Regions from separate parts of the Mus musculus genome. Here all the other regions are linked to region 1. Evidence: chromatin contacts called from public HiCAR-type and promoter capture Hi-C data. All regions are on one chromosome and are shown on one strand. Each heading gives the region's core, a stretch centred on a gene start, on an enhancer-like site or on the middle of the called end of the contact. The rest is flanking DNA. Distances are from core to core; before and after follow the strand shown. Region 1 holds the start of Zwilch (zwilch kinetochore protein). Region 2 overlaps Igdcc3 (immunoglobulin superfamily, DCC subclass, member 3). Region 3 holds the start of Map2k5 (mitogen-activated protein kinase kinase 5). Region 4 overlaps Igdcc4 (immunoglobulin superfamily, DCC subclass, member 4). Region 5 overlaps Dpp8 (dipeptidylpeptidase 8). Region 6 holds the start of 2300009A05Rik (RIKEN cDNA 2300009A05 gene).

Evidence for each region. Promoter capture Hi-C pulls out the DNA fragments that hold promoters and counts their contacts. HiCAR-type assays count read pairs that join an accessible place to other places.
Region 2: a promoter capture Hi-C map of hippocampal neurons shows a contact between it and region 1, with 1.9 times the contacts expected there. The contact joins the enhancer-like site here to the promoter of Zwilch in region 1. A contact is called at or near these places in 5 of 39 promoter capture datasets (the HPC-7 cell line, frontonasal cranial neural crest, hippocampal neurons and 1 more) and 3 of 115 datasets of contacts at active chromatin or transcription factors (embryonic forebrain, large pre-B cells and pro-B cells).
Region 3: a promoter capture Hi-C map of liver shows a contact between it and region 1, with 2.8 times the contacts expected there. The contact joins the promoter of Map2k5 here to the promoter of Zwilch in region 1. A contact is called at or near these places in 5 of 39 promoter capture datasets (hematopoietic stem and progenitor cells, hippocampal neurons, liver and 2 more), 1 of 484 Hi-C or Micro-C datasets (CD4 T cells), 1 of 115 datasets of contacts at active chromatin or transcription factors (large pre-B cells) and 2 of 9 other capture datasets (adipose tissue and liver).
Region 4: a HiCAR-type map of astrocytes shows a contact between it and region 1, with 3 times the contacts expected there. The contact joins the enhancer-like site here to the promoter of Zwilch in region 1. A contact is called at or near these places in 5 of 39 promoter capture datasets (embryonic stem cells, hippocampal neurons, liver and 2 more), 7 of 115 datasets of contacts at active chromatin or transcription factors (astrocytes, embryonic limb bud, embryonic midbrain and 4 more) and 1 of 9 other capture datasets (adipose tissue).
Region 5: a contact with region 1 is called in a promoter capture Hi-C map of pre-B cells, with 3 times the contacts expected there. The contact joins the enhancer-like site here to the promoter of Zwilch in region 1. A contact is called at or near these places in 18 of 39 promoter capture datasets (the 3T3-L1 cell line, 3T3-L1-derived adipocytes, the C10 cell line and 12 more), 1 of 484 Hi-C or Micro-C datasets (cortical neurons), 5 of 115 datasets of contacts at active chromatin or transcription factors (astrocytes, craniofacial prominence, embryonic forebrain and 2 more) and 1 of 9 other capture datasets (macrophages).
Region 6: a contact with region 1 is called in a promoter capture Hi-C map of erythroid cells, with 24 times the contacts expected there. The contact joins the promoter of 2300009A05Rik here to the promoter of Zwilch in region 1. A contact is called at or near these places in 3 of 39 promoter capture datasets (erythroid cells and liver) and 1 of 9 other capture datasets (adipose tissue).

What each region holds. Positions count from the first base shown.
Region 1 is chr9:64,169,837-64,174,913 of GRCm38.p6, forward strand. Zwilch (zwilch kinetochore protein) reads right to left here and starts at 3,095. Exons shown (of 19, transcript NM_026507.4): 1 at 2,982-3,095. The coding sequence starts at 3,055. Rpl4 (ribosomal protein L4) reads left to right here and starts at 3,551. Exons shown (of 10, transcript NM_024212.4): 1 at 3,551-3,597; 2 at 4,988-5,077. The coding sequence starts at 3,595.
Region 2 is chr9:65,160,385-65,165,434 of GRCm38.p6, forward strand. The region is part of intron 2 of Igdcc3 (immunoglobulin superfamily, DCC subclass, member 3); the gene reads left to right. Among named protein-coding and RNA genes, the nearest start is that of Igdcc3, 22 kb to the left of the region's middle. Within about 2 kb of position 2,582, at least 88 of the 459 cell types and tissues checked have an H3K27ac peak or open chromatin away from gene starts, as enhancers often do. A contact at or near this core is called in embryonic forebrain and hippocampal neurons, where this site is marked.
Region 3 is chr9:63,375,895-63,380,388 of GRCm38.p6, forward strand. Map2k5 (mitogen-activated protein kinase kinase 5) reads right to left here and starts at 2,008. Exons shown (of 22, transcript NM_011840.3): 1 at 1,229-2,008. The coding sequence starts at 1,363.
Region 4 is chr9:65,107,408-65,111,953 of GRCm38.p6, forward strand. The region is part of intron 1 of Igdcc4 (immunoglobulin superfamily, DCC subclass, member 4); the gene reads left to right. Among named protein-coding and RNA genes, the nearest start is that of Igdcc4, 8.2 kb to the left of the region's middle. Within about 2 kb of position 2,169, at least 124 of the 459 cell types and tissues checked have an H3K27ac peak or open chromatin away from gene starts, as enhancers often do. A contact at or near this core is called in astrocytes, embryonic stem cells, hippocampal neurons and 1 more, where this site is marked.
Region 5 is chr9:65,072,911-65,077,512 of GRCm38.p6, forward strand. It overlaps Dpp8 (dipeptidylpeptidase 8), which reads left to right. Exons shown (of 21, transcript NM_028906.2): 17 at 1,529-1,675; 18 at 2,826-2,978. Among named protein-coding and RNA genes, the nearest start is that of Igdcc4, 26 kb to the right of the region's middle. Within about 2 kb of position 2,136, at least 80 of the 459 cell types and tissues checked have an H3K27ac peak or open chromatin away from gene starts, as enhancers often do. A contact at or near this core is called in the HPC-7 cell line, macrophages, pre-B cells and 1 more, where this site is marked.
Region 6 is chr9:63,396,032-63,400,665 of GRCm38.p6, forward strand. It overlaps 2300009A05Rik (RIKEN cDNA 2300009A05 gene), which reads right to left and starts at 3,213. Exons shown (of 2, transcript NM_027090.1): 1 at 2,845-3,213. The coding sequence starts at 3,190. It overlaps Gm16759 (a long non-coding RNA gene), which reads left to right and starts at 3,286. Exons shown (of 5, transcript XR_003948339.1): 1 at 3,286-3,421.

The DNA of each region.
Region 1 (5,077 bases), core at 1,845-4,344:
CATGGTGACTCACAACCATCTGATGGTCTCTTCTGGTGTCTCTGAAGGCAGCAACAGTGTACTCACACATATAAAACAAATAAATCTTTAAAAAAAAAAGTTTTGGGGCTGGTGAGATGGCTCAGTGGGTAAGAGCACCCGACTGCTCTTCTGAAGGTCCGAAGTTCAAATCCCAGCAACCACATGGTGGCTCACAACCATCTGTAACAAGATCTGACTCCCTCTTCTGGAATGTCTGAAGACAGCTACAGTGTACTTACATATAATAAATAAAAAAAAAAAAAAAAAAAAAAGTTTCTAGCCAGGTCGTGGCCCAGATAGTGAGGTCTAAAAAGGAAAACCCTGCCTTGAAGAAAAAAGTCTGGGACTTATTAAAAAAAGAGAGAGAGAGAGAGATTTGCCCTTTTAATTAGGGATTTGGGGTGAGCATGTAACTTTAGAGGCCAGAATAGGACACTGCACCCTCTCACCACAGCTGGAGTTGTGGAGAGCTGTGGATCACCAGAAGTCACCACAGCTGGAGTTGTGTGGAGAGCTGTGGATCACTAGAAGTGCTGCTCTTCACTGCTCAGCTGCTTCATAAGGCATTTAGTAGTGATCTCAAAGTACACAAATTATAAAACACTGGCCGACTCAAATAAATTACCAAAATGTATTGCCAGCCTGAGCTATAGGGAAAGTAGCTCTAGTTACTGAAAGAGCCCAACAGTTATATCAGAATAGTTCGCATCTTTTGATCTGATACTTGACCTAATTGATCTAGAAACAAAAAACAAGCCTGATAGGTCAACTTTTGTTATATTGCACAAGACTCTTTACTATATTTATTTAAGCATGTATGTATGTGTGGTATGTGTGTATTTGTCAAGGTCAGAGAACAATATGTGAGATATTTTCTCTTTCCACTATGTGGGCCCCATGCCATGTTTGGTGGCTACTGAACCATCTCTCTGGCCCAAGATATTGCTTGGTTATTCAGCAATTGTTTATCAAACACTCTAGCTAGTTCCTGGGGATAGCAAACAAAACTAGTCTTGAATGAATGTAGAGTAAACTACCAGTTATAGGGTACTGAGAACTCTGAGAGGACAGGAACTGTGAATCACTTGTAACATTTCAGAGACATGATTATGGCCCAAAACAGAACACTGGAGATGGGCAAGAACGAGACTTGTCTAGCATGCACAAGACCCCCACCTCTGATCCTCAGCGAAGAATTAAAACAACAGAAGTGGCTGGGAGTCTGGGAAAGATGAAAAGAAAGAAGCTGGCTGGTCTTTTAAGTTTAGGACTCTTAACTTGAAGAATTCTGGAGTTAAATGCCACATCGGCAAGAATGGTAATTTCTTCCTAGGTTTGTGGTGAAGCCCTGGAGATCACCAAGAAACTTCAGTAGGCACGGAGAGGGATACAGTAAGTGAAAACTTCTAGAGTTTATGCATGGAAAGATGAAAACATCCAGGAAAGAATTAGTAAGCATAAAGGATCTAAATAAATTTGTATCAATGGAGGTGATAAAACAGACATAAAACAACCATAGAAGCTGAGAACATAACTCGGGAATAACAGTGCTTGCCTAAAATGTGTGAAGCCATTTCCAGAACCTCAAAAGCTGGGCATAATGGTACATGCCTGTAAGGACAGCACATTGGACACCGGGCCACGATGTTTACAAGTCCAAACTCAGAGATCTTGGGTTTAAAACAATAAAGTACTTAACACCATGGCAAAATACCACAACAGTTAAAAACAACTCAAGTTCCTGAGCTCAAAGACATTAGCTTCTTTAAAAACATCAGTTTTGTTGGGCGTGGTGGCTCATGCTTTTATTCGTAGCACTAGGGAGGCAGAGGCAGGTGAATTTCTGAGTTCAAGGCCAGCCTGGTCTACAGAGTGAGTTCCAGGACAACCAGTGCTACACAGAGAAACCCTGTCTCAAAAAAAAAAAAAACAAAAAAAAACAAACACAACACAACAACAAAAACCCAACCACTAAAACCCACTAGTTTTAGCTGGGCAGTGGTGGCTCCCGCCTTTGACCCCCAGCACTCTGAGGGCTGAGGCGGCCGGATCTCTGAGTTCCAGGCCAGCCTACTCTACAGATTGAGTTCCAAGACAGACAGGGTTACACAGAGACACTATTTTTTTTTTTTTTTTTTTTTTTTTTGATTTTTCGAGACAGGGTTTCTCTGTATAGCTCTGGCTGTCCTGGAACTCACTCTCTAGACCAGGCTGGCCTCGAACTTCGCCTGCCTCTGCCTCCCGAGTGCTGGGATTAAAGGCGTGCGCCACCACGCCGGGCTCTGAAACTATCTTAAAAAACAAAAGCACATTAGTTCTTTTCCTGTAGTAGTGAAAAATTATTACTGCTTTTGTAAACAGGAGGGGCAATAATGGCAGTTAAAAATGATAGCATTTAGAGACTAATGGGCTATACCCAACTAGCAACACCTTGCACCTAGAATTAAAGTTTTTTGTCTTCACATCAGGCCTACGAAATCAAAAATCTCAGAGGCTGAGCCAGTCAATGTATATTTTGGCAACCCTGTGGGTGATTCTGATGTGAGTCGCTGACTTAGATTTTCACACAGGATGTAGAAGTTGACAGAATTTCACTGAGGGAACACAGTGAATTTGTGGCACGGCTCACGCCTCTCATCTCGGCATCAGGAGGCTGCCGAGGAGGGTCGATGCGGATTCTGTCCGTTTCTGAGCTTGAGGCCCGATGACATCTAGCTCTCTGTGTCCCAGGAGCCTCTACTTAGAAGCGTGTACATCAGTCCAATCCGTACACTGCTTTGCCATCTTGCCTCCCTTGGGTAAGCTCGGGTGTTTTCTCCGGAGGCCGGCAGTAGCCTAGGCCTCCGCAGAGCCCTGGCTGCCTCTCACATCCCAGGTCCAGGAAAGCCGGCAGCCAGCTGTGGCAAACACCACCGGCAGGGGAGGGACAAGTACCATCCCATTCCCCAACCACAACTCACTGCCGGAGACGAGCATAAAACTCCTCCGCCGCGCGGTTCATTCGCGACCACATACCGCCGTGGCCTCCGTCCATTGCTAAGAAGTTAAACTGAACTGCGCGCCCAGACAATGACGTCAGAGGCCATGACCCCGCCCCGCCGGAACTACTTCACGCTTTAAGTTCGGTTTGTACTCAACGCTAACACATTGCTTTAATTTAGTAGAGCATCCCCTCAATTTACTATTCCAAAAGTCTCCCATTTCTGTTAGGGGGGAAAAAATGGACTAAAAGAGATGTTATGATGAGGGTGGGCGGGATGAGGAGAAAGATAATTCTCGCGAGAGTTGTGACGAGTTACGAATTATTCCGCGAAAAAGAGTCCCTCCTTTCTAATCACTCTTTTTAACTTTAAAAAAAATGAATACATAATTTTAACACACGTCACGCAATAATATTACCTTTTGAAATTTTTACATGTAGCAGAAAGATAGATCGTGTCTCTAATTTGATTTTGATAAGGGGCAGGATGCGGAAGACGAGTGGAAGGATATATAGAGTACAAGTGACAAGTCTTTCCTTTTCCTGTGGGAGCAGCCGGGTAGAGAGGAGCGTGGCCTTCTCCTCTCCCCGTCATGGTGAGTGGAGGTCTTCTACACTGGGCTTCCCCCTGGTCTGGGGGGCGGCTATAGAGGAGGGCGAAGGTTCAGAACATGGAATCTGCAGAGAGGAGACGAGGGAAAGGAAACCTAGCACCTTTTCTGGCCGGAGCTGAGTTGTGGGCGCTGAGGCAGCCATCTTAGAGGCAACGTGGGCAACAGCGCCAGGTGGATGGTAGAGGAACCTTTGGGATCTTAGCTTTTCTTAGTTCTAAGCTTTGCTTAGTTCTAAGCAGGGTTGCTGGAAGCCGAGCGTTTTGATGCCAGAGACTTGTCAGGGGTTCGAGATCGTCCGATGACAACTCCGCACAGGCCGTGGCGGGTCATGTGCTTTCAGTCCGGAGAAATTGTCTTCAAAGAAAAGGGCTGAAGGATATCTGAATTTATGCTTTCCAGGAAGATTGCCTTCACCTCTTTAAGACAATTTCTGGAAATGCATGTCTTCGTTACTTTATATGATGTAATCTAGACCTTTGAATCTTAAGCGAGTTTTCAGTAGTAATTAGTATATTGTTTTACCACGAATGTTTATCTGTAGATGGATTAAGGTTGTTCTGACCACAGTAATTTGGAGACTGTTAGATTCATCGTTAAACCGACTAGATAGGTTGTCCTATTGTGAGACGACTTAAAGGGGGGTATAGTAGAAGAGATGGTATAGTATCTGGAAGGGCACATGGGAAATAGGTCAGACCTAAGTGCTGGTGGAATCCTCAGTTAAGAGTCTTTCAGAGTATCAAAACGTTTCTGAATTTGAAGGGGTCTGGAACATTGGATAAATGAGCAGGCCAGCTTTGCTGAAGTTGGTGAGGGTAGAATTAATTTAACATGTCCTCATTAAACAGTATCTATGAACAGTTTTTATAATGTTGCTTCCAAGTTTGTTTCTCATTAAAATTGATAGATTTTCAGGTTGTCCTTTTGCTGTAAAACTATTGAAATGATAAACCCAGTGGTGGTTTACTGTGTTGCTTGAATTTGGGGTCTCCTGCAAAGCAATACTTGCCTCAAACTGATTCCACAGATTGGCCTGTATATGGCCTCAAATATTGGGACTTTTACTTCTGTATTTACATATTTGTCTCCAGATATCAAGCTCTTGACATTTAATTATGGGATGAATGTGTCTCCAATGTTGTCAATATAAGTACTCTTGATTATTTTTAAGTGAATCCATTATTATTATTATAACATTATATGGTTTTATTGGCATTGTATTTCCTGTCTCACACAGTTAACACCTGCCTTCCTAGTCCCCAGGGAGTCATATCTGTTTGCAAGTACTAATAATGTGGGCTTTAAAATCTAGGTTTCAAATACAGGAGATGGTACTTCCTCTGTTTTAGTTACTTTTTTTATTCCTTCCAAGGCTTGTGCCCGTCCCCTCATATCGGTGTACTCCGAAAAGGGAGAGTCATCTGGCAAGAATGTCACTTTGCCAGCTGTGTTCAAAGCTCCC
Region 2 (5,050 bases), core at 1,332-3,831, 990 kb after region 1:
TCTGATGCAACAGTGCATGTTAATAGTCCCAGTACTGGGTAGACAGAGACTGGAGAACCCCTGGAGATTTCTGGGCAATTTTTTTCAGTTAGCCAAATTGGTGATCTCTAGGTAAGCCAGAGAGACTGTCTCAAAAATGAAGGTGGAGGGGTCTAAAGAAATGACTCAGCCATTAGAAGCACTTGATCCTCTTCCAGAACACCCCATACCCCAGATCAGTTCCTAGCACCTACTTCCAGGGGCCAGGGAGCTCATAACTGCCTGCAACTCCAACTTCGGGGGATCAGACACATTCTTCTGGCCTCCAACGGCATGTGCATACCTCTGTCTGTCTGTCTGTCTGTCTCTCTTTCTCTCTCACACACACATAGAGGAATAAAAATATTAAAAAATAACTTAAAAATAAATTGAAGAACAACTGAGGAAAACACCTGACATTCAACCTGTAGCCTGCACATGCATGTGCACACACAAGCCCATGCATGCACACATGCACAAAGTGAAGGTAGTAGCCTCTATCAAATTAAAAATGGTCTTTGGTCTGCTACTAATAGCTGTTTCCTTGGATAAATTCTTCTTCTCTATAGGAAAACCATGTGAAACATCCTATCTTAGAGCCTTGTGGCTCTCCAGAAGGGGCTCAAGAACTAGAGGTGGGAAGGGGGGTGGGGGATGGGTCGGGTGGGGGCAGCTCCGGACCGCCTGCCTCTACCCTATACAAAGCGACTCTGCTTTATCTCTTTGTTTTGTTCTGCCGTTCTCTAAATTGACTAACTAGGCAGATCTTTCAAACATAAGTAGTTCACAGCAGCAGGTGTTGTGAACCCAAGCAGGCTTAAAAGGTCCTATACAGCCTTAGGCAGAAGAAATAGGAATCCGTGACAAAGATTTACTTAGGGTTATGAAGGAAAACATTGTGATCACATCTGGGCTAGGACCAGGGTTCTACTTTGCTTCGAAACCGAGTGAAGAAAACAATGAGCTACCCTTAAAATGTGCAAGCATGCTTTCCCCTTGTGATTACAGCTAGTACTTGGTAATAATGTTAAACACAAGGAACTGCTTGGTGGCTGTTTACTCTTTCCAATGTTGCTCCATTCTCTCCTGAGACAGGATCTCATACAGCCCAGGCTGGCCTGGACCTCACTCCATAGCTGAGAATAACCTTCGACTTCTGATCCTCCTACCTCCTGGGTGCTAGGCTTATGCAGTCCTGGGGTTTGACCTTGGGGCTTTGTGTGAGCGTGCTATTATCTGAGCTACATCCTAAGCCCTCTGTTCTTGAATGCTATTTCTCAAAGTAGATGGTTACTCCAATTAAGGGGTTGGCTGTGGCTGCCAGCAAAGAGCCTTCGATGTTGCAATGACAGGAGCATTAGAAAATTCTGCATATGCAGGGAGAATTCTTTGGTCTTTGTCAAAAAGATGATACTCACTAAAACCAGGCACCTATAGCCCTAGGGAGAACAGAGGGTGAAGGGAAGTCACCCCTGATATGGAAGTTGGGCTGTCCATGCTACTTGTCTTATTTGGTATTGATGAGGAAAAGACAGCAGCCCAATGCAGCATCTTACAACAGCAGGACCACCAGCTTGCCTGTCTGTATCAGTTTCCTTTAGTTCTGATTGATTTCTTAGCTGAGCTGACTATCTTAATAGATATGGAAATGCCTCAGGCTCGAGGGGTTTCTGATGGGGAGTCTGTCTTCACCTTTCTGTGGCCGGAACCCGCACTGCACTGGTACCTACCAGTCCACCAACCTGCTAGGGAAGACCGTTCTTTGCCTCAAAACTGCGGTTTCAGCGCTCCTGATTCAAATCCTGCTTCCTGGCCTCCCAGACTTCATCGTGCCGTTCTTTGTTTGTTTGTTTGTTTTCTGTCTCTTCTAGTCTTTTCTGAGTCATTCTGTCCTGCCGGCTCATTCCCCAGTCTCTCCAAAGCATTCTCTAAACTTTTTGGTTGCTTGCAGTTGGTGATCCACAGGTGGACCCCAAAGCGGACAATTTTCCTCACTGTTCCGCCAATGGTTTCATGTGTTCTTACGAAATTTAATTAGGGCTTAGTGAATGCAGGCCTTTCCTGGCTATCAGACTCAGGCATGGAACTGGAAGACCAGAGGAGGTGACTGCGAACGGAGAAGGCTGGTTAAGGAGTCAGGAGTAGTGGGAGCAGGAGCGGGTGCTCCCATCTTGTCCATCTTCTTTTTGTGAGACAGGAATTGCTGTCTCAGTTTCATCTCACCGGAGGTAGCAAGGAGCCAGTCCTAGTTGGGGAATTCGAACCTCTGGAGAGGGATAGGGTGGCGGGAAATGGTGCTTCGCTCGCCCCAGCGACATCAAACCCTCGTTTGGCGTGTGAGGACAATGGCTGTCTTATTTTCTCCATTCGCCGCGCACAATGTCGGATTCTCTCATTCACCCGCGGTGGTGCGAGCGAGGTAATTAGCCAGTGCCATTCAGCGTGGACACTATTGCTATGCGGGGGGGGGGGGGGGGACGCCCGCGTCGGCCCGGATTAGCCGCGGGGCGGGGTGTGCAGCTGCGGCCACTTCAAAGGGGCCCGGCTGGCCCGGCGGGCTGTGGGAACCCGGCCTGCCTCCTGCGGGAGCGCCTGCAGCCCGCGCCTGGACCGCGCACCGAGATCGCGCGCCGCGCCACTTGCGCTCTGGTTGCGGAGATTCCGGGCTGCCGCTGTGCCGTGCCGCGGATGCTGGTGTCGCACCCCATCACACTCCCACTTTCATCAGAACCTCAAGTGCTTCTCTCCCTTTGAGTCCCGGGAGTCAAAGGGCAAAGGGGGAGGAAGGAGGGAGGGGAGCGAGGGGGGTGGGGAGCTTGACACAAAGCAATGACCTCGGAGGAGTGAAGCAGATGGTCCCACTTACTCCTGCCGCTGAGCGAGCGAGGCTCTCAGGGCCCCTGGCTCGGGCCCTGACCTTGCCCGCCCGCCCCACGAATGCCTCCACCGGGGCCTCGCGGGGGCTGCGCTCTGAAGGCTCCCCACCGCCTGCTGCCCTCTGCGCCTCGCTTCGCCTAGGGCGCTGGAGTCGGGATACTAGGACCAGCCGGCCTCCAGGAAGAGGTGGGGGCTGGGCTGAGAATCTGCCCCTGTCGCTGTTCTCAAGAACCTGCACAGGGCCAGAGGTGCCCAAAACTAGCTAAATATGTGAGTCGTCTCCTGAAGCTTTAATAGAAACAGATTCTTGTCCCCTTAACCCACCCCAGACCAAGGAATCTCTGACAGTGGGACACTGACATTTGCGTTGTTAGGCGGGACTCTGTGTTGTTCGAATCCATATCCAAGTTTAAGAACTGCGGTCTGTCCAACTTTTTAATTTTCACTGAAGAAGCTTAGGCTAAAGGTGAGGAGGAAGCGGCAAAGGCGAGGATTTGGGCAGAAGACAAGATGAGGAAAGGGATTTTAAGAGACTTAGCTTAATTGCTAGAGTGTCTGCCTAGCATGCGTGAAGCCCTGGTTTTGATTCCAGAACTTCATCAACTGGATATCATAGCCCACGTCTGTAATCCCAGCACTTGGGAGGTGCGGGCAGAAGGATCAGAAGTTCAGGGTCGACCTCGGCTATATTATGCTGCAGGCCAACCTGCCATGTAAGAGACCCCGTCTCAAAATAAAACGAAGAGGAACAACTGCCTTCCAGATCATTCAGAACAGACTACAGTTTTTGAGGACTTATTGTTTTCCTTGTGATCATTCGTGGTGCTAGAAACAGGAAGGCAACTTAGTCTACTCTCCAGTCTTGTGGGAATCATAGCCCATGGGTGAACAGGCAAAAAGATGGTTTGATAAGGGTTGGGTGGGAGCTGTAGGCAATGTAGTTTCATTTGGGAGGTGTGGAAGATGGGAAATGTTTGCAGGGAAAAGTACAAAAGAGTTCCAGGCCAAATGAAGAGGCAAAGAGATGTGAGCATAAACATCCCTAGTATAGCCTGGATCCAGGGTCATGCCTTTTATATTGGCACTCAGGAGGCAGAGGCAAGTGGATGGAGCTCTGTGACATTAGGCCAGCTTGGTCTATGCAGAGAGTCCATGTCTTTTAAAAGTATGGAGAGCTGGGTGCAGAGAATGGGTTGCTGTTCTTGCAGAGGACTTGGGTTGGGTTCCTAGTACCTTATAACCATCTTTAACTCCAGTTTCAGGGGATCTAGCGCCCTCTTCTGACCTCTGAAGTCACCTATTAATGCAGGCAAAACACCCATGAACATAAAATAAATATGCACATAAAAGTAAAAATAAGTCTTTATTTAAAAAAAATCAAAATTTCAGCACTTGGGAGGCAGAGGCAGGTGGATCTCTGTAAGTTCAAGGCTGCTCTATATAGAGTGAGTTCTAGGACAGCCAGGGTTACTCAGAGAAACCTTGTTTCAAAAAAAAAAAAAAAAAAAAAAAACCAAACCAAACAAACAAAAGCAAAACAACCATGGTATATTCAGAGAAGGAAAACTTACACAATCGACTATGAAATTATCTTTTGAGCTTAGAGAGATGAGACACCCTAATAATGAAGACCATGAATGTTCTGAATGCCAATGAGCTTCCTCATAAACCACAACTAAGAGACACTAACAGGGCTGAGGAGATGGCTCAGCTGTTAAGGGAACTGGATGCTCTCTTCCAGAGGTCCTAAGTTCAAGTTCCAGCAACATGACAGCTAACAACCATTTATGATGTGCTCTGATGCCCTCTTCTGGCATGCAGGTGTACGTGCAGATACAGTATTCATAGACATAAAAATAAATCTTAAAAATGACACTTTTTGTTTGAAAAGAGAAGGAGGGAGGGAAGAAGAGAGAGAGAGAGAGAGAGAGAGAGATTAACCAAGCATTAAGAGCATTGTGACTTTGTGACTTTTGGGAGGAGGGACAGAAGACTGATATGGGGAAGGTCCAGGTCAGTGTGTGGTTACAGCAACAGGCACAAGTGTTGAGACCTTAAGCCAAAGCAGCAGGAAAGAAAAGGGAGGGTAAGTCGGGATCCGTTAGCCATGGGAGGGAGAAAGGTGGGTCAGTAATTCCTTTGCATATAAGCTGGC
Region 3 (4,494 bases), core at 758-3,257, 800 kb before region 1:
TCTCCTGCTGAGTTACTGTGGACATACATATATGTCACCCTGTTAATGTCAACTGACTAGAAAGATGCACGTGGACTGAAGTATATGGGGACACTACAGGAAACAAAAGTAAATTTGGGGGCCAGGGAGATGGCTCAGCTGGCAAAGTGTTTCCTATGCAAACATGAGGGCCTGAGACTAATCTCTAGACCCATGTTAAAAAATAAAAATAAAAAATAAACAAAAACAAACAAATAAACAAAAAACCTAGGAAGTGGGTGCTTGACAGGTGGCCCAGGCTTGGTGGCATGAGTGCTTGTAATCTTAACATTGGGAATGCTGAAACAGGCGAATGCCCAGGGCTTGCTGGCCAGCCAACCCTATCCCAAAACAACAAGGTGGATGGCACCTGAGCACATCTGAGGCTGATCTCTGATCTCCACATGCACGCACACACATCTGCACACACATATACTCATATACTAAGTAAGGAAGCTATAGTTTTGGCACTGACTCTCAACCTCAGGAGCAAGTCCTCGGAAGGTCCTTTTACTCTCTATTCAGGACAAACACACACATACATAATGTTTTATAGTATATATTATATATGGACTCAAGGGCCAGCCTACATTAACCTTCATAATTTTGTGTGAAATATATTCTAAGCATCCCAAGGCAATGCACTGTTGATTCTAAGATGTAAATTTTCCCTGAACACTCAACATCTCTGAAATTGAGCTGTGTTTGTCACGGAATGATGTGCTGTAGTTCTAACAGGCAGCATCCTTTCCATATTGATAGTTAAGTCTAGGTCTCCCATTCAGTGGCATCTAAGGTTTGCTTAACCATTGTAAACTAAGATTGCCCTGGTGTCCCTTTCCCAGCAGGTCACAAGTTCAGGAAACTCAGCAGTGACAGGGCTAGAATGAGGGCAGGAATCCTTTCCAAATACTTGAGAAAAATATAAGAAACAGTTTTAAAACTCTTTACATCCCAGTTGTCTGCACTGGTGTGTAAGTCACAGTCCAGACTGTGAGCTTCCTGAGGGCAGGGGTTCAGTCGGATACATCAATTTCCCAGGGCGCTGCACATTTACCAGTTTTCAGTGAGTGCAATTAACCGAGACTGTGGTTAAAACAGGTAAGTTGACCCCACCAGAGGCCAGCTCAGGCCACCAATGGTCAAGATGCTGCCTATCCAGATCCATAATCCCCAACGCTGGGATTTGGCCACTAAAGTCACCACTCACCAGAACATCCCTGAAGAGTAACTGCGGCCCGGAGTGCACGGTCCAGTCCACCGCGCCACTATTTGGAATCTTGATCCGAATCACCAGCACCTGGTTCTCCATGGCACAGAAGGGGCCAAGGGCCAGCCACAGCATTACAGGTTAAAGGGTCTCACATCCTGGGGCGAGGGGTACCGACCTGCCCCTACTTAGGAGGAGCCCCAAGAAGTGACAAGGGGAACGATAGACAGAAGGCAGGCGATAAATAGGGAGCAAGAAGATGGGGAGAAGTGAAGAGGAGCGATCAGGAGGGAGCTTGCAGGCCCAAAACCAGGCCCAGGTCGTGTGGAGTGTCCCTAGGAGAGGATGCACTGTTGGGGGACCGGCCAAGAGGAATTAGTAGAGAGCGGAAGGTCCTGGAGTTACAAAAGTGGACAAAACAGAACCCACAAGCATTCTGTAGTCCTTGTGAGTAAGAGGAGACAGCGGAGCAACGGCCTGGTTTAAGGCAGGTACAGTGGCCAGGGTCCTGCCGTCCTGAGTGTCTCGGTGGGCAAGGGGACGGTGGCCGGGCGCCGCGGGCTGGGTCGGGGCTGTTTCGGAGGTGCACCGGTGGCGCCTGCCCTCCAACCAGGCAGGGGGGCCCAGGGCCGCGGGGTCAAGGGGCGGGTCCCGGACCGCAGCCGGAACCGGAGGGCGCGGCGCGTGCAGGATCGTCCGACTGAGGCCCGCGTCCCGGCAGCGGAGGTGGCGGCGAGAGGAGGAGGAAGGCGGCCGTTAGACCGCTGTTACTCCGGAACCAAAACGCGATGGCGCCGGAACCCGGGGAGCCGACATGTGGGACCCGCCTCCTGGGGCGCCATGTTGGAAGAGGGCAGCTGGGGCGGAGCAGGGATCTCGTGCTAGGACTGGCTGACTTCCATCTCTTCAGGTAGTGGTAAAGGAGCCTAGAAAACCCAGGAAGACACGGATCTACGGCTGGGGGCTGTCCGTAAAACAATTTAAGGTTTGATCATGCAGAAAAGGCGGTGAAGGACAAGACGGCAGCACCAGCTTGTCAAGTTATATACCTTTTACTATCCGCGGGTTTGTTACATTAAATCGGCAAGAGCCAGGCAAGACCTTTTTATTAAAAAAAGAAAAAAAAAAAAAAAAGCATGTTTTTATGCCCCTTCTTCCAATTAACAGTTCCAAAATACCACTATTTTTTCTCCCACGTTAGCAAAGTGTGCATGAATTTTTCAGTGAGGTCCTTTACCCTAACCAGTGACCTACAGTACCAAGCAATCTCCTACTCAAAAGCAACAGTAAAGAAACTCAATGGAGAGCGCTTAACTGCCTGGGGACAGCTGTATTTCTGGCATCATAATATCTTATTCAACCGTTGCAAAAATATCCCGTCTGTTCCATATATTTTCAGCTAAATTGCAGTGTTTATGCAGTCAGTGATAGCAGGGCAGTAGCCGTAAACCTTGGTTATTTTTAAATGCCTTGTTACCTCACATTTTAAAGTGCATAATCCTGTTGATCTATGTGTCTATACAAAAGAATTGCTTACAAATGGCAACGTGTAGGTAGGCCCTTTATTTGTAATTAAATTATGCTATTATCTCTACCTTTTGGGGCTGATTATGCATAAACATAGTGCGTGGGGTGGTGGGACCAGTGTCCACTTTCCCCGGAATAAACAGATATGTGATTAATGTAAGAGGAGGAACAATTAAATGTTGATCATTTTCAATGTAATACCAAAATTTGTGGCATAATTTCCTCTACTTGGGCTTTTTTCCTGTTGCATTTGAAAGGCCATTGTAGGAGATAAATGACCATCTTTTAGTTATTATTCCTTAATAGCTTAGGTAGGAATTCACGTAGACCGATTCTCCAGGTACTGTTGGAACTACCCCTTTGTAACTGCTCTTCAGTGCTAAAGAAAAATTCACTATTTTGCCATGTACTTCTTAATCTAAACTTTATTTCTATTATTAAGGAAAATTAACTACAAAACTAGAGATTTTCTATTAACCTATGATTTGTTAAAACGTCTTTTTAAAAATTCATAGTACCATAGGGAAAACCAACACCATTTGCCAAATTTGCATGTATATTCTGAAGCACTTTTTTAAATATATGAATGGCAGTCTCTCAGCTTCCCAAATATCTAAAGAGCAAATATAATCACATTTCAACTTTTTGTAGCCTTTACATAGCATGAAATCTTAAGACTTTATTATTTGAGCAGAGTTTCACAGAACTATTAACATTCAAAAGTACCTCTTTGTTAAGTAATATAAACACCACCGTCCAAATTAAAGGGATATATGTTTATGATCTTAAAGTTTTTGCACATAGTATTTTCTTTTTAACAGTAGACATAAGTAGCCACACAAGTTCTGACTGAGGTAGTTTGGTAGCCATAAAGTACTTTAATTGTAGTAGAAGGTTTATGCTTGTTTCTTTCCTACTTAAAGGGGGTTAAAGTTTGGATTGGAAATGTCCCCCATATGCTCAAGCCTTGCTTGTCCGTCAGTGGCACTGCCAGGAGACGATAGAATCTAATGTTGGGTCAGTGAGAGTAAGATAGGTTCTTGGGGGCATATTATACGACGTTATTGGGACCAGTGCCCTTCTTCCTTCTTCTGTTTCTTGTCAGCCATGAAGAAAACACCTTTACTTCCTGCCTTTTCCCACACACTCGCTGATGTGTGGAAGTCTGCCTAACCACAGGCCTAGAGATCATGGCCTAAAATCTGTGAACTTATGAGGCAAAATATATACCTCCTCCCCCCTACTTATAAGTTGCTTATCATTGAAAACTGACACATGAACCAGTTGTGGTGGCAAATGCCTTTAATCCCAGCACCATGAGGCAGACTCAGGCAAATCTCTGTGAGTTCGAGGTTAGCCTGGTCTATAGTCTATAGAGAGAGTTCCAGGACAGCCAGGGCTACACACAAAAATCCTGTCTCAAAAAAACAAAACAAAACAAAACAAAAACCCAAAAAACAAAATAATAAAAGGAGAATGAGACAATGATTAGCACAGAGGACCTGCTTCTAAATGACTATGATAGAAAGTTTCTCTCTAAATTCTGATGGAAGAAACACAAAAATGAATAAAATATATCAGATGGTGGTAAAAGCAAGGAGAAATGGGCCCAGAGGGAATATGGGAAGGAAACACTGAAGGAGATGCTGCTGACTGCCCTGGTAAATCCTTACTTGTGTGTAACCTTAACTGAAAAGAAGGTGTTTCTGAAAATTAGGTGTTATGCAGTTTGAATGAAA
Region 4 (4,546 bases), core at 919-3,418, 940 kb after region 1:
ATGGCACAATCTGTAAAAGAAGTAGAGGCAGGTTGATCAAGAACAAACAGCCTGAGCTGAATAGTGAGGCCGTGTCTCAAAAAAACAGAAAGAAAAAACAAAACAAAACAAAACAAAACAAAGAAAGAAAACACCTGTTTGAAAACTAAGATTGGGGGGCAAGCCCAGTGGCAGAAGCCTTTAATCTCAGTACTCAGGGCAGAAGTAGGTAGACTCTCTGTGAGTTCAAGGCTAGACTTTCAGATTGAGTTCTAGGATAGACTGGGCTATGTAGAAAGACCTTGTCTCGAAAAGAAAAGAAAAGAAAAGAAAAGAAAAGAAAAGAAAGGAAAAGAAAAGAAAAGAAAAGAAAAGAAAAGAAAAGAAAAAAGAAAAGATTGAGAAATGGCTGGGAGACCCCCAAAACAGAACTTCTGCATCTCTGATGGACTCTCACGAAAAAAAGAAAGAGGAGGAGAAGGAGGAAGAAGAAGAAGAGAATTGAGGGAAGCCTCTGTCCTGTAGGGAAAAGACTGGTGATCAGCAGGTCTCCTGGTACCTGCTGCGTGCTTCCTTCATATCAGTCTAAGGAAGAATGGAAATAAATGCTTGTGCAAAGTGGAAGTCAGCCATGCAGTGGGTTGGGGGAGCAAGAGGCCTTGGACAAGAAAGGTCTACTCTCTTTCAGATATGACTACTATGGACTTGGCAGTGGAGAGATCATACCATGTTAAAGTAAACATTGCTATTTAAACATTGCAGAGTACAAGGAAGTTTAAAAATAAAGGTAGAGGTTAGGGAGACAGCTCAGTGATTAAGAGCATGTGTTGTTCTTGCAGAGGACCCCAGTTTGGTTCCCAGCATGGAAGTTCAGATCCTTCAGAGGATCTGAAGCCTTCTTTTGACCTCCACAGGCATCATGCATGCATATGGTGCACATACATATATTCAGGCAAAACACATAACAATAAATGTTTGTGGTTTTGTTTTGTTTTGTTTTTTTTTTAATTAAATAGCATTTCAGGCTATCTGTTAATGGAAGAATTTAGTTTGGTTTTCTGTGTGTGTGTGTGTGTGTGTGTGTGTGTGTGTGTGTGCAAGCACGCGCACACACACACACACACACACACTCCATTTGCATGTATTCCTGCATGACAGATGAGGGCATCAATCCTGTTATAGAGAGTTGTGAACCACCATGTGGGTGCTGGGAATTGAACTCAGCCCCTGGTTTGATTTTCTTGAAACAAGGTTTCATGTAGTCCAGGCTGGACTTGAATCCCTATATTGTGGAGGATGACCTAGAACTTTGTGAGTGTGATGCTGGGAATTGAACTTAGGGCCTCAAGCATGCCAGGCAAGCGCTCTTAATCACTGAGCACTTGAACTTCTGGCCCTCCTGCCTCCACCTCCTTAGTGCTGCTATTTTCTTTTTCGGGTGTGTACTGCTAAGCACTAATTATCCAGAGCTAGAGGATCAACCCTAGGGCCTGCTAGCCTGAGCTACATCCCTAGCCCCCGAAGAAGTTCGATGGAAATATTTGAGTTTGAATCTCCTTGTTTAAGGTTGGAGAAACTGAGACAGAAGGGTGTGTGGGATGAGCTAATCCAAGATGGTGCAAGAAAGGACTGGACCTAGAGTCCTGGCGACGGGGACCAATGATGGTAGAGAGGCACAAAGTTCGGTTCACCTCTAGGTGAGAGGAAAAATTCTTAGGAGACTTCCAGATGGCGTTTGAAAATCTTCCCTGGAGGAAGGCGGAGAAGTCTCCTGAAGAGCGGCTGGTGTCTGGGCAAAGTTTCCTGGAAAACCTCTTTTTCAGGAGCAACTGCACCCCCTTTCCTCATCCCCCAGTTGCGGGTTCAGCCCCTGAAAGTCAGATTCCCCCACACCACCGCTCTCTCCTGTCGCTAGCTTCCTCATCGGTAGAATGGACCTTGAACTTCTGAGAAGTTGCCACTGAAATGAGTCTGCTAGGGCTCATGGCGCAGACCTGCTTCTCTCAGAGGCGGATCCCTGTTCTTTCTGCATCTTCGTCCCTGTGGCTTTCCCAGATTCCGCCTTGTTGGGCTCCTCTGAGGTGGCGAAGTTAGACATCTGCTGATCCATGAATATTCAGGAAGGGAACTGGAGCTCCTGGGGCCCCGCTGCCAGCCACCAGCCCCTCTGGCGGCTGTCCTGCCCGCCAGAGCCCAGGCTGCTGACATACCCAGCAGCTGCTCGGGCCCCAACTGTTCACATTGTTTGTTCTGCACGGCAGGGGATTTTTCAAGCCCCGGACATGCTTTAGGGGGTGGGGAGGCTGCCAGAGGACTCGAAGATTCGTGTTCTGTGGGGCTTTTCTCCCCTGAAATCCAAGCCTCCAGTTCTGCCTCTGGACCGGAGCATTTGAAGCTGCTGGGCTGGGAGCCCAGGCTTGCCTTCCACAACTCTGAATTTGAATCATGGAATCTGGGGCTTTAGAAGAGAAAGGACTGAATGCTAAGGGCAGCAAAGAGCGTTTGTGTAGCTCCTTACCGTATGCCCAGGGTCTTACAGAATGAGGCTTTGGGCATAGTTGTGTAGTGAGCTTTCGCCTGACCTGCACAAAAACTGTGGTTCTGTTCCCAGTACCGAACCAAAAAAAAGGTGGAGTTTCTCTACTTCTTGAGTGATGTTCTTCAGGGTCTGGCCTGAACCCCTGACAGGCTCAGTAGCATCTTCATTTTAAATATGTGGAAACCGAGTACCAGAGAGGACACCTGGCTGTCACAGCTGGCAGGCGAAATGGCAAGACTGGGACCTTGGTGTGTGTGTGTGTGTGTGTGTGTGTGTGTGTGTGTGTGTGTGTGTGTGTGTGTGTGCCCATGAGAATGTATAGGTGTTTATGAGGAGGTCAGAGATCATCGTTCTTTTTTTAAGGTGAGGGCATGGATGAGATGGAGTTTCCTGAGGCTACCAGCAACACGAAACACCTGGTGTCCTGTATACACCTGGTTCACTACAGCTGAGGAGGAGGGAGACTTTGAGGAGGAGGAAGTGGCCTGGAGCTGTCTCAGCAGCTAAAACATTGGAGCAAAGTGATGGCTTTATTCACTCAGAGTCTGTCTGCTGGCCATAACGGCTGCGCAAATGCTGTCTTACCCTGACATCACTTGTACAGACAGAAACCACCACAAAAGCAACTTCACAGTAATAATATAAGTTAGATTGCAATAATTATAATAAACTACATTTTAATAATAAATATATTAAAATAAGTAGAGGAAAATTATTTTAGATTTATTTCTTTTATTTGATGCGTATGAGTGTTTTGCTGTGGATATGTGTGTGCAGCTGCCTGGGCCTCAGATCCCTCAGAACTGGAGCTACACATGACCGTGAACTCCTATGCGGATGCTAGGAACTGAACCCTAGTACTCCGCAAGAGTAGCAAATACCCTTCCTTAGTGGCTGAGCCACTTATCCAGTCCCCATCTTAATTTCAGAAACAGGGTCTCTTACTGAACTCAGAGATTGACTTTCAGATTGGCAAAACTGGCTCCAGGGACTCTCCTGTCTCCACCTTCCCAGCTCTGTGATTGCAGCTGTTAGTGTGAGAATCCAAAGTCGGATCGGCACAGCCGTGTGGAAAACACTTTCCACCTGGGCCATGTCTCCAGCCCCTGGAACCTTGACTGGGAGGGGACTGCCTTCTTCCCTAGCCCTGTGTATCTCTCAGGGCAGCCATGAGCCAGAACTGTCCAGCAGAGCTCTGCTGAAGGAGTGGAAGGGTGGTGATCTGGTCAGGCCCTTTCTGACCCTTTATCCTTCACATTTCTTCCCAGATTCCCTCCCCTCAGCCAGCTAGGACTTTATTATTACTATTATTATTATTATTATTATTATTATTATTAATTTTATGTGTATATGTATTTTGCCTGCATGTATGCCTCTGTGTACCATGTGTGTGCCTGCTGCCTGCAGAGGCCATCAGAGAGGATCAGAGTTCCCTGGAACTGGAGTTGTGGATGGTTGTGAGCTGATGGGGTGCTGAGCCTGAGTCCCAGTCCTCTGAACAAACAGCTAGTACTTTTTTTTTTTTTTTTTTTTTTGAGACAGGGTTTCTCTGTGTAGCCCTGGCTGTCCTGGAGCTCACTTTGTAGACCAGGCTGGCCTTGAACTCAGAAATCTGCCTGCCTCTGCCTCCTGAGTGCTGGGATTAAAGGCACGTACTCCCGGCACAGCTAGTACTCTTAACCCCTGAACCATCTCTCCAGTTCCTGGGCTGTCTTATTCTGCTTTGAATGCTGTAGGAAGGAAACATGGGCACACAGAGGGGTCGAGTGTGTTGACCAGTGTAGCAGACAGAGGAACATGTGTATAGGGGACCATAGTTGGAACACTGTGGGTTGTTCGTGGCATGGTACTGTATTTGCTCTGGAACAGAGATCTTTGTATCAGTGGATAAACTGAGACTCAGAAGAAGAGCCCAGTCCAAGGCCGTACATCTTCCCGACTGCCAACCTTTCCTGCTTTGTCCCTCCAGCCTTGCTGGAGACCTTGGCTTGGGTGACTGAGTTCTTATGGGACAGGGAGGGAGCAGGA
Region 5 (4,602 bases), core at 886-3,385, 900 kb after region 1:
TCATGTTGCTCATGTAAACTTTCTGGTAAATGTCACTAGGCTATCTGGTCATTAGACAGGCATCATAGAGTATATGCTTATACAAACCTTCATGCAGTGGTGACATGCAACAAGCATCCAGACGTGTAGGCTGCTACAGTGGAGCCCCAGTGTTCTAAGATGAACCTTCTTGTGTGTATGATACCAGGCATGAACCCAGGACCTTCTGCATACTAATTATTCAATCCATGACTGGGCAACACAAATACCTCTTAAACTCTCTTCATTAGCATTAGCAGGAGGACACTCCAAATAATGAATTAAAAAATATAGTATGAGCCTGGTGGTGCACCCCTGTAATCTCAGCTTTGGTGGAGCTGGGAGGCAGAAGCAGGAAGATGGCAAGTTCAACACCTGACTCACATGCTGAACAAGTTAAAGTCCAGCCTTGACAACTTAGACTAAAAATAAAAAGGGACCTGAGGGCTGGGTGGTGGTGGTAGTGGTGGTGGTGGGCTATGCTTTTGATCCCAAGGGGGGTGGGGGTGAGTAGAGACAGACAGATCTATGTGGGTTCAAGGAGAGCCTGGTCTACAGATCGACTTCTAGGACAGCCAGGGCTATACAGGGACACCTGATCTCAAAATAAACAAACAAAACCAGGACTTGAGGCTGTAACTCAGTGGTAAGCATTGCTTAACAAGTGTAGGGCCCTTGGTTCTGTCCCAGCTACCACACGCACCCACCAGTAATCTAGACATCTGTTAGCAGCCATTGTTCAGTCCGCCTCAGAACCCTGGCAGTGCAGTAGCTTGTTTACACTAACAGTGCCCCAAACCCAGGAGAAATGCACCGTGTCCCGCCAGCTGTGCTGTCATTAGACATTTTCAGCTCCGTTGTGATCCCACGGGACCACCACTTCATGAGTGCCCTGAGCTGACTGAAACACGAGCGTGCAGGGCATGGCTCACTCCTCCTCTCAGTAGCTACAGCTCCTTTTCTAGTAAAGCCCCAGACGCAGTCTCTCTCTGTGTCACTTTGAAGGGTAGTCTCTAGGGTGATAAAGTGATTTAAAAATCATACTTTTACACTAATTTGTCTAACATGAGAGAGATAGCCGGACTGATAACAGTGTTCATTAGAATGCTACATCTCGCTGTCACTCAGCAACAGAGACAAGGGGGGCCAGAAGATGGTCTTAATTGTCCTTGTCACTGTTACTTGAATGACATATTCTTTGGTGTAGATAATTTGGCAACTTTCTCTGTGGGGTGGATTATCTTACCTTACTTAAATCTTAACTATCTGAGCTAGAATGAAGTCTGCAGTTGTTTGGTATTTGCCGTGAAGCTCTAAGTGTGAGACTAAGTGTGAGCAACACAAACATGCCTAGACGAGAGTCAGTTTAAAAGTGGATCCCGTCACACTTACGCTTCAACGGGAAGAGAAGTAGGAAGCTCAGTTTCCTGGTGCTCGCCTCGCCGTGGACCCCCCTCTCACGCTCTGTATGCTGCCACGCAACTCCACTCAAGATGCGCCTCTCTTCCAGGTGCAGCTGGTGAACAATCGGTTTAAAGGAGTCAAGTATTTCCGCCTGAACACCCTGGCCTCCCTGGGTTATGTGGTTGTGGTGATAGACAACAGGGGATCCTGTCACCGAGGACTTAAATTTGAAGGCGCCTTTAAATATAAAATGGTGTGTGAACATAGAGCATTTTCTTTTCAAATGTTTTCGTTTTGAGTTGGGGGAGGATCTAAGTGACAGAATGAGGGAGCACGGGTTAGACTTGAGCAGTGGGAAGGAAGGCACAGTTGGGTTTACACTATACTCACTCCTGGTTACCTGTATGCAATGCCCAGGAGCTGAGGTAGAACCACTTCTGCACAAAAATACTCTTCTAAGTTGTACCCGCAGCTCCCTACAAAGCAGCCCCATCTAGCGTGCAGAGACCCATATGTAGCTAAGAAATAATTGAGATTTGTTCTGTCCTCTGTGAAGAGGGAAACCGACTGGTTAGTTCCTTCCTTGTGACAAGCCTCTTTCTCTCTGCAGGAAGCTTTAAATGCTACCTTTTAGAGATGCCCCAGGTCCTTTCTGCTGCTTTGGGAAATGATGACAGGCCGATGTTCCTTTTGCACTGTAAGGCAGTCCCTGTGGTTGCCAGTGTGTTGGACATGCTGAGTAAGACATGGGATGCTCTCCCACAGACAGTTCTTTGACCTTATGTTGTATTCTCATGTAAGTTTTTGGTTGTTTTATTTTTTTGGTTTTGGCTCAGTGAAGCGAGACTGTGTGCACTGGCAGGCCAGGTGATACCCTGGGTGGTACTGGCAGGCCAAGTGATACCCTGGGTGGTACTGGCAGGAACTAAGCCGTCCAGAGCTTTGCTAGAGGTAAAATGCTGGAAAAGAGGAAGTTAGGGCCTCAGGGGTAATGTCCTCTGTTTTGTTGCACTTAAGTGCTAAAAGGAGAAGTAAAATTAATCTCTTAAAGGGGCTGAATTTTTGTCTTTGGATAGAGGAAGGCTTGTTACAAGGAAGTTGCTGGCCTCTTAGCAGACAACAGAACAAACGAGTGGGAGACACGATGTAGTTAGGGACAGTGTGGGCAATGACAGGAAAGGCCTGGGGACTAAACCCCCATCAGAGTAGCAGGTCCTTACCTATAGAAGCATTTTTATTTTACATTTCCTGGGGCAAAATAGAATATCACTTGTTAATTAAACTCTAATCTGAAAAGAGAAACTCTCCAGGAATTTTTAGTAAAAACATGAAGCAGCATTAAAAAGAATTCTCAAAGACTCTAGTGTACATCAGAGCCAGTGAGCTTTCCCCCTCTTTGACAGGGTCAAATAGAAATCGATGATCAAGTGGAAGGACTCCAGTACCTAGCATCTCAGTATGACTTCATTGACTTGGATCGAGTGGGCATCCACGGCTGGTCCTATGGTGGCTACCTCTCCCTGATGGCATTAATGCAGAGGTCGGATATCTTCCGGGTACGTAGCTATTATTGTATTTCAGTTTTTGCTTGTTTGTTTTCTTGATTTCGGGTTTTTTTAGGCAGAGTTTCTCTGTGTAGCCCAGGCTGGCCTTGAATTCAAAGATTTCCCTGCCTCTGCCTCCCACATGCTGAGATTAAAGTTGTTCACCACCACCACCCAGCTCTCTTGTTTGTTTTTGTAATTAGATAGAATTCTGTTCATCGAAGACACCTGGAAGTGGTAATTTTTTTGAAGGCTCATGGTATTGCCAATATTGTAGAGACTTCTCTACAATATTGCTGAGTTTGTGTTTTGCAACATGGGAAATGTACCTTTTGTGTTAACATAGCTTTTTAAACACTTGTCAGCCTGAGCACCAATTTTTAACTACTTATACATGCCAAAGATTAAAAGTCATGACTAGTAAAACACACACACACAGTTACTGGATTGTACTACTTGTTTAATTACTAAAGTACATCTTTGTCCTATTCTCTGGTATATCCTCAACAGTTAACAGTGCTTAACAGTTAAGTCCTCAGTAGATCTGTGTCTAGCACAGGGCCCTAAACAAATCATGGGGAGTGAACTGAATATTTACATGCTTATAATTCTTCAGATTCTTAGAATTTTATACTAAAAGGGTTATAGAAAGATGATATTACTAAGAAAATAGTAATGAGTGGGTAGATGAGCTGACCCTGCAAGGGAGCCTAAGGCCATGCCTGACAACCTGGGTTTGATCCTTGGGACTCAGGTAGTGAGAGGAAAGAGCCAACTCTGCAAGGTTATCCTTGACCTCTGCAGCCATGCCCCTAACGTGTGCGCCCATGCAAATACACACATACTCGTAGAAAAGGCTCACTTTTTTTAATGTTACAAAAAGAAAGGCAGGATGTAGTGAAATGGCCTGGCAAGTAAAGTGCCCGCCACCAAGCCTGACACTGAGTTCAGTGCCCACACAGTGGAAGAACAAACTGAGCATGACCATGCACATAGGTAGCTAGATAGTTAAGTGTAAAAAAAAAAAAAAATAAGCAAAAATACAAATTAAGAGTAGTAATTTTTATATTAGTAATATAGTTCTTCACAATGATCAAATTTTTTTATTTTTTGTTTTGTGGTTTGTTTAAGACAAGCTAAAGTCAGGCAGTGGTGGCGCATGCCCTTAATCCCAGCACTCGGGAGGCAGAGGCAGGTGGATTTCTGAGTTTGAGGCCAGCCTGGTCTACAGAGTGAGTTCCAGGACAGCCAGGGCTACACAGAGAATCCCTGTCTCAAAAACCAAAAAACAAAACAAAAACAAAAAAAACCCAAAAAAAAAGAAGACAAGCTAGCCTCTAACTTACTGTACTGTATGGCTGACGATCATCTGAACTCCTAGTCCTTCGGCCGGCACCTTCTGAGGGCTGGGATCACAGGTGGACAGCACTCTGCCCTGTTTATGGGAAGTAATTATTAGAACCAAATAGCCAGGCATCATGGCATGCACCTGTAATCCTGGGACCTGCAGCAGACAGAGCAGCAGAAGAGCTGCCAAGCCGAGGCTAGCCTGGACTACCTACTGAAACACTATCTGTAAAACAAAGGACATGCATTAAAATATCTAAATATAAAACTACATAGAAGCTTTAAAATG
Region 6 (4,634 bases), core at 1,963-4,462, 770 kb before region 1:
GACTGTCATAAAAATAAATCCTCAAAAAGTATAGTGATAGAGCTATTTGCAAATCACTCATCCAAAAAGAAAAAAAACCCAGTGGTATGTGGTCAGAAGGCAGAGGGTCAAGAGAAGACCAGGACAAGGTAGGCATAAGTAAAAGAGGAGTGAGGGGTACAAGCTCAAATAAGAAATGAATTGCAATATGAAACTACCAACCCAAAATCTGAAAATCGCTGGGGATGAGGAATTTTAAAAGGCCCTCAAAGCAGTTATTAGTTTTCTATCCATACTGGGAGTAAGATAAAAATAATATGCCTTTTAAACCAACACTAAAGATTGAATTGGTGGAATGGTAGTGACCCTGAGAATTATATTTTATGGTATTAATCATGGCTTTCAGTTAAATACTCTTTTAAAATATATACTTTTAAAAACAAATCATACAAGTAAATTCTCCCAGATAAAATTTAAAAACTGGTTAATGGTTATTGGTTTAGTAACAATGGCGTGCAGGAGCCATTATCAGTCTTGCTTATTGATAGTGGTCAGAATTGATAAGGGAATCAGAATTCTGTAGTTTCTCTCCTGGAATGAATGAGGTTTTTAGGGTTTTTCACCCTAGAATGAAGAGAATAGTGCACAAATGAGGAAGATTTGGTGCCTCTGTGTTTTCCACATTAAAAAATTTTAGTCAGTATGTTTTGAAATCAAAATCTTTAAGATTCCATGAAATAATAAAATTCAGATTACTGAAGATCAAAACAAACTTGAGAAACAGTTCTTTGTATGATCATTCATTTTAAGTTAACTGAACAGTAGGTAAACTACTGTTGAATTAAGAACTTAAAACAATTGGAACTTTATAGTAAGGCTCCGATAACCCAGCCATTCCAGTGGTGAGTTGCTTTCCTTAAATCGTAATCTATTTCCCAGCAGGATACTCAGGCTGATAAACCATCAGGAAAATGTCAGCTCCACTGAAGGGAAGGTGGAGGAGAAAGGGAACAAATGAGTCAACAGAAATCCTTAGTATTCACAAAATGGAAAATTAATTATTCTGATTACTACTCATTTACAAAGGAAGACAAGGAATAAAATCCTTTGTATTCTTATTCCCAGCCAGGGACTTGATCCAGATGGGCAAACTGTACCCTCGCCAGCTAGGATCCTCTTACTTAATTCATATTTCTCTTACTTCAGACAAAAAATAAAAACCAAAATTACTAAATTGGTTTTTAGTAAAGTCCAGAAAAGGGTTTCAGAGTAAGCCAAGTTGTAGCACAGCATACAGGAACACTTTCTCTGCTATACTTACAGACTTTCTAAAAGCCCACTGTTAAATCACTATTTTATATTAAAAAACAAAGAAAGAACCAACAACAAAAAACCCTACATCTGTTGTATTTCTGAAAAGGTTTTACTTTTCTGTGTGGGAAGTGTTTTTTTTTTTTCTTCTTTTGATGTCTTAATGACCTACAGCTAAAAGATAAACCCTTAGTCATGACAGGTATCTTTAAGGAAATGTTTATTTTAACCTGTGACATTTTATATAAGGGATTCAGCCTATATAGTTTACCTATGGCTTGACCTGCTAGGGTTTCTTTTATTATTAATTTTATTTTTTTACAGTCTAGCTGTTGCCCTCCTCCTGGTCCCCCTCCCACAGTTCCTCATCCCATTTCTCCTCCTGGCCTACTAGTTTTCCTAACCTATATCTCAGTATTTGGAAAAGAATGACTCCTGCCAATTCTGAAAATAATAAAATAAACTCATTTCACAAATCTAATTTGTTAGCATTTTGGCTTTTCCCATAGTTTCATACCAACCTCAGGATTAGTTGACATACACTGTATAGAGTGGATCAAACAAGTTATGAGACACATTGGTGTATAATCTCCTTCCTGGATTTTCCAGGGGGACAATGGCTCAAAAATCCCGTAAGTGCTATTTGAGTTATTATAAGCAGAAATGCCCATGCTTTATTAAATTGAATGAACTACCAGACTATATGTAACACTAGTACGGCTACACAGAGTTTAGTGTTAATTTTGGATTGAAAAAAAAAAAAAAACTATTTGGAGGGGGAGGGTGAAGGGGATAGGGGATTTTCGGAGGGGAAACTAGGAAAGGGGATAACATTTGAAATGTAAATAAAGAAAATAATCTAATAAAAAAGTTAATAAATCCCTAGACAGCAATATTTAAAAAAAAACTATTTGGATTATACTGGTTCTGCTTCCTTGTATAGAGTTTGAGTGACTGACATCTAAGTTAATATTTTTTTTAGCAGCTATTAATAGGTCCGAAACATCTTGAGGACTTGAATTTTTCCCTAATCTATAAAATGCTGTCACATCTACAATCCGTGATATTGACTCTTCTGCCATTAGACCACAGAACACACACATCTAGCAGGAGGACCGTCAGAATTAGATTATCTTCAGGAATATAGATACTAAAGGATCTTAAAAGACAGCATCTTTTAAGTCTAGCACCTGAGAAAATATGATGTCTGGAGAGAACCTACTGCTTTTAGCAAAACACAATTGCTGAGATTTCACAGAAAGACAAAGAAACTTTAAAAGTCCGTCCAGTTTTTTGTCCTCCAAAGGCTCTTGGTGATGAGCGCGGGAATGACTCTTGCTAAGCAACTTCGGAGCCACTGTCGGGACTCACTCCTCGCTGCCCTGGGCAGGGTTCTCCCGGGTGGACAGTGGCAGGGCACGACCTCAGGGGTGCTGCAAGCAGCCCACCGGGGATGCGAAGGGCCGGCCCTGGAGAGCGAGCAGCGTGCTTGTGGGCCAGCGGCCGCCCTGGGATGGAGGAGTGCCTGGGTCAGACGAGGGCGCCGCCACTCACCCAGGTTGATGACCTTGAGCGCGGTGAAGAAGCGGTCCTGCGGGGCCAGGTCCTGCCAGGGCGCCTTGGAGCAGTGGTACTTGATGAAGGGGAAGCAGCCGGTGCGCAGGACGTGGTAGTTGGCGCCCAGCACCGGCCAATTGAAGTGCGACAGGCCGAACTGGTCGTTGTGGACCGCACTGTAGGGCACGCAGAAGGAAGTCCAGTGCGGCAGCCGCCGCTGCAGCAGGTGCTGCGTCAGCACCTCCGAGGCGCGGGGCTTCGGGCGGGAGGCGGCGCCCGAGGCCCAGGGCCGGCACAGCAGCAGCCGCAGCGTAGCCTCGTGGGCCCTCCGCAGGGCCTCCATGGCCGGGGCACGCCGGGGAGCCGGCCCTGGGCCCCTGGGGCCGGGCCTCTGGGGGCGGGGTCAGGCGAGTGTGCGCATGCGTGTTCCCCTCACCACCCTAGGCCAGGGCGGGGGACACCCAGCGGGCAGCGCGCGGGTGAGAGCGCCTTGAGGTGCGGCGCGTGCGCACAGGACGGGACGGGAGGGCGGAGCGACTGCGCAGATCAGGAAAATTGTCACCTCTGGCCTCAGGTAACCTCGGAGCAGGGAGACAATGTTAAAACAATCCTCCACAGCGACAAACCCGGTCTGGCTGTCAGGCGCTGGGCTCCAGGGAAATCCTCAGGGATGCTGAGGTGCTTGAGGTGTGCACAGGAAAGTGAGCTGACACCAAGGCCTGGCCTTTGCCCGGGCTGGACGCTTGGTGACCTCAGACTGCACGTATGTGCAGATGTCCTCACAGTCGTGTTCACTGTCCAGACTGAATCCTACCTAGATAGTGCAAGATAGGGTCCCAAGCCAGATGTGGCGCTTGCCTGGAATCACAGCCCTGAAAAGGCTGAGATGTGAGGATGGGGAGGTGGAGGCCAGCCTGGGCTACATAGAAGAGCAAGTCTCAACTGCCTCCCTGTCCCCGCACCACCACCCCCAAAACCCGAAAAGCAGTCCTATGTTTTCTCATTTAGTGCCCTAAAGCTCAGAAAAACTTCCCTCCTGAGAACACAGTAAATACTAGGACCGGAATTGGCAGTCACCAACCTTTAACAATCTCAGTTACCCATGAAAGTGTAAGGGAAGCATTTCTCAGACTTTCTGCTAGCATACAACCTCATGTCTAAAGTATCATTACTCTTATATGTCCTCAATTTTTGTGGGGAGAATGAGTAAATAGGATGAGGTTTCTGGAAAGTACCATATGCAAATGAAGTAATTCTCTGTGTTGGAACTATATAACAATTATTTGCTGAAAATTCAAGAAGGATGTAGAATAGTGTGATGTTTAAAGAAGATTTGTTTATTTTGTGTATACAAGTGCTCCATTTTCATGCACACCAGAAGAGGAAATCAGATCCCATTACAGATGGTTGTGAGTCACCATGTGGTAGCTGGGAATTGAACTCAGGTCCTCTGGAAGGGCAGCCAATGCTCTTAACCACTGAGCCATCTCTCCAGCAACATTTTTGTTTTTATAGTCACCAGTTTTGGGTTAGTCAACATTGAGTTCATTCCACAAATATGTTAAATATTTAGGGGGGTTTTGCAGTCATGCAAATAGTTTGAACTTTATAAGATTCTCTATTAGATATCGATTTTTAAAGAAAGATTAGGTGAAGTCATGATATATTTGATATGCAGAATAGCTAGGAGGACTATTGAAGGGAGGTAGGGAGCTGCAGCAGAACTGTCATTTTCAAAGTAAAGTTTTAAAAGCAATGGAGCCCTTTTTCAGACAAAATCTGTCACA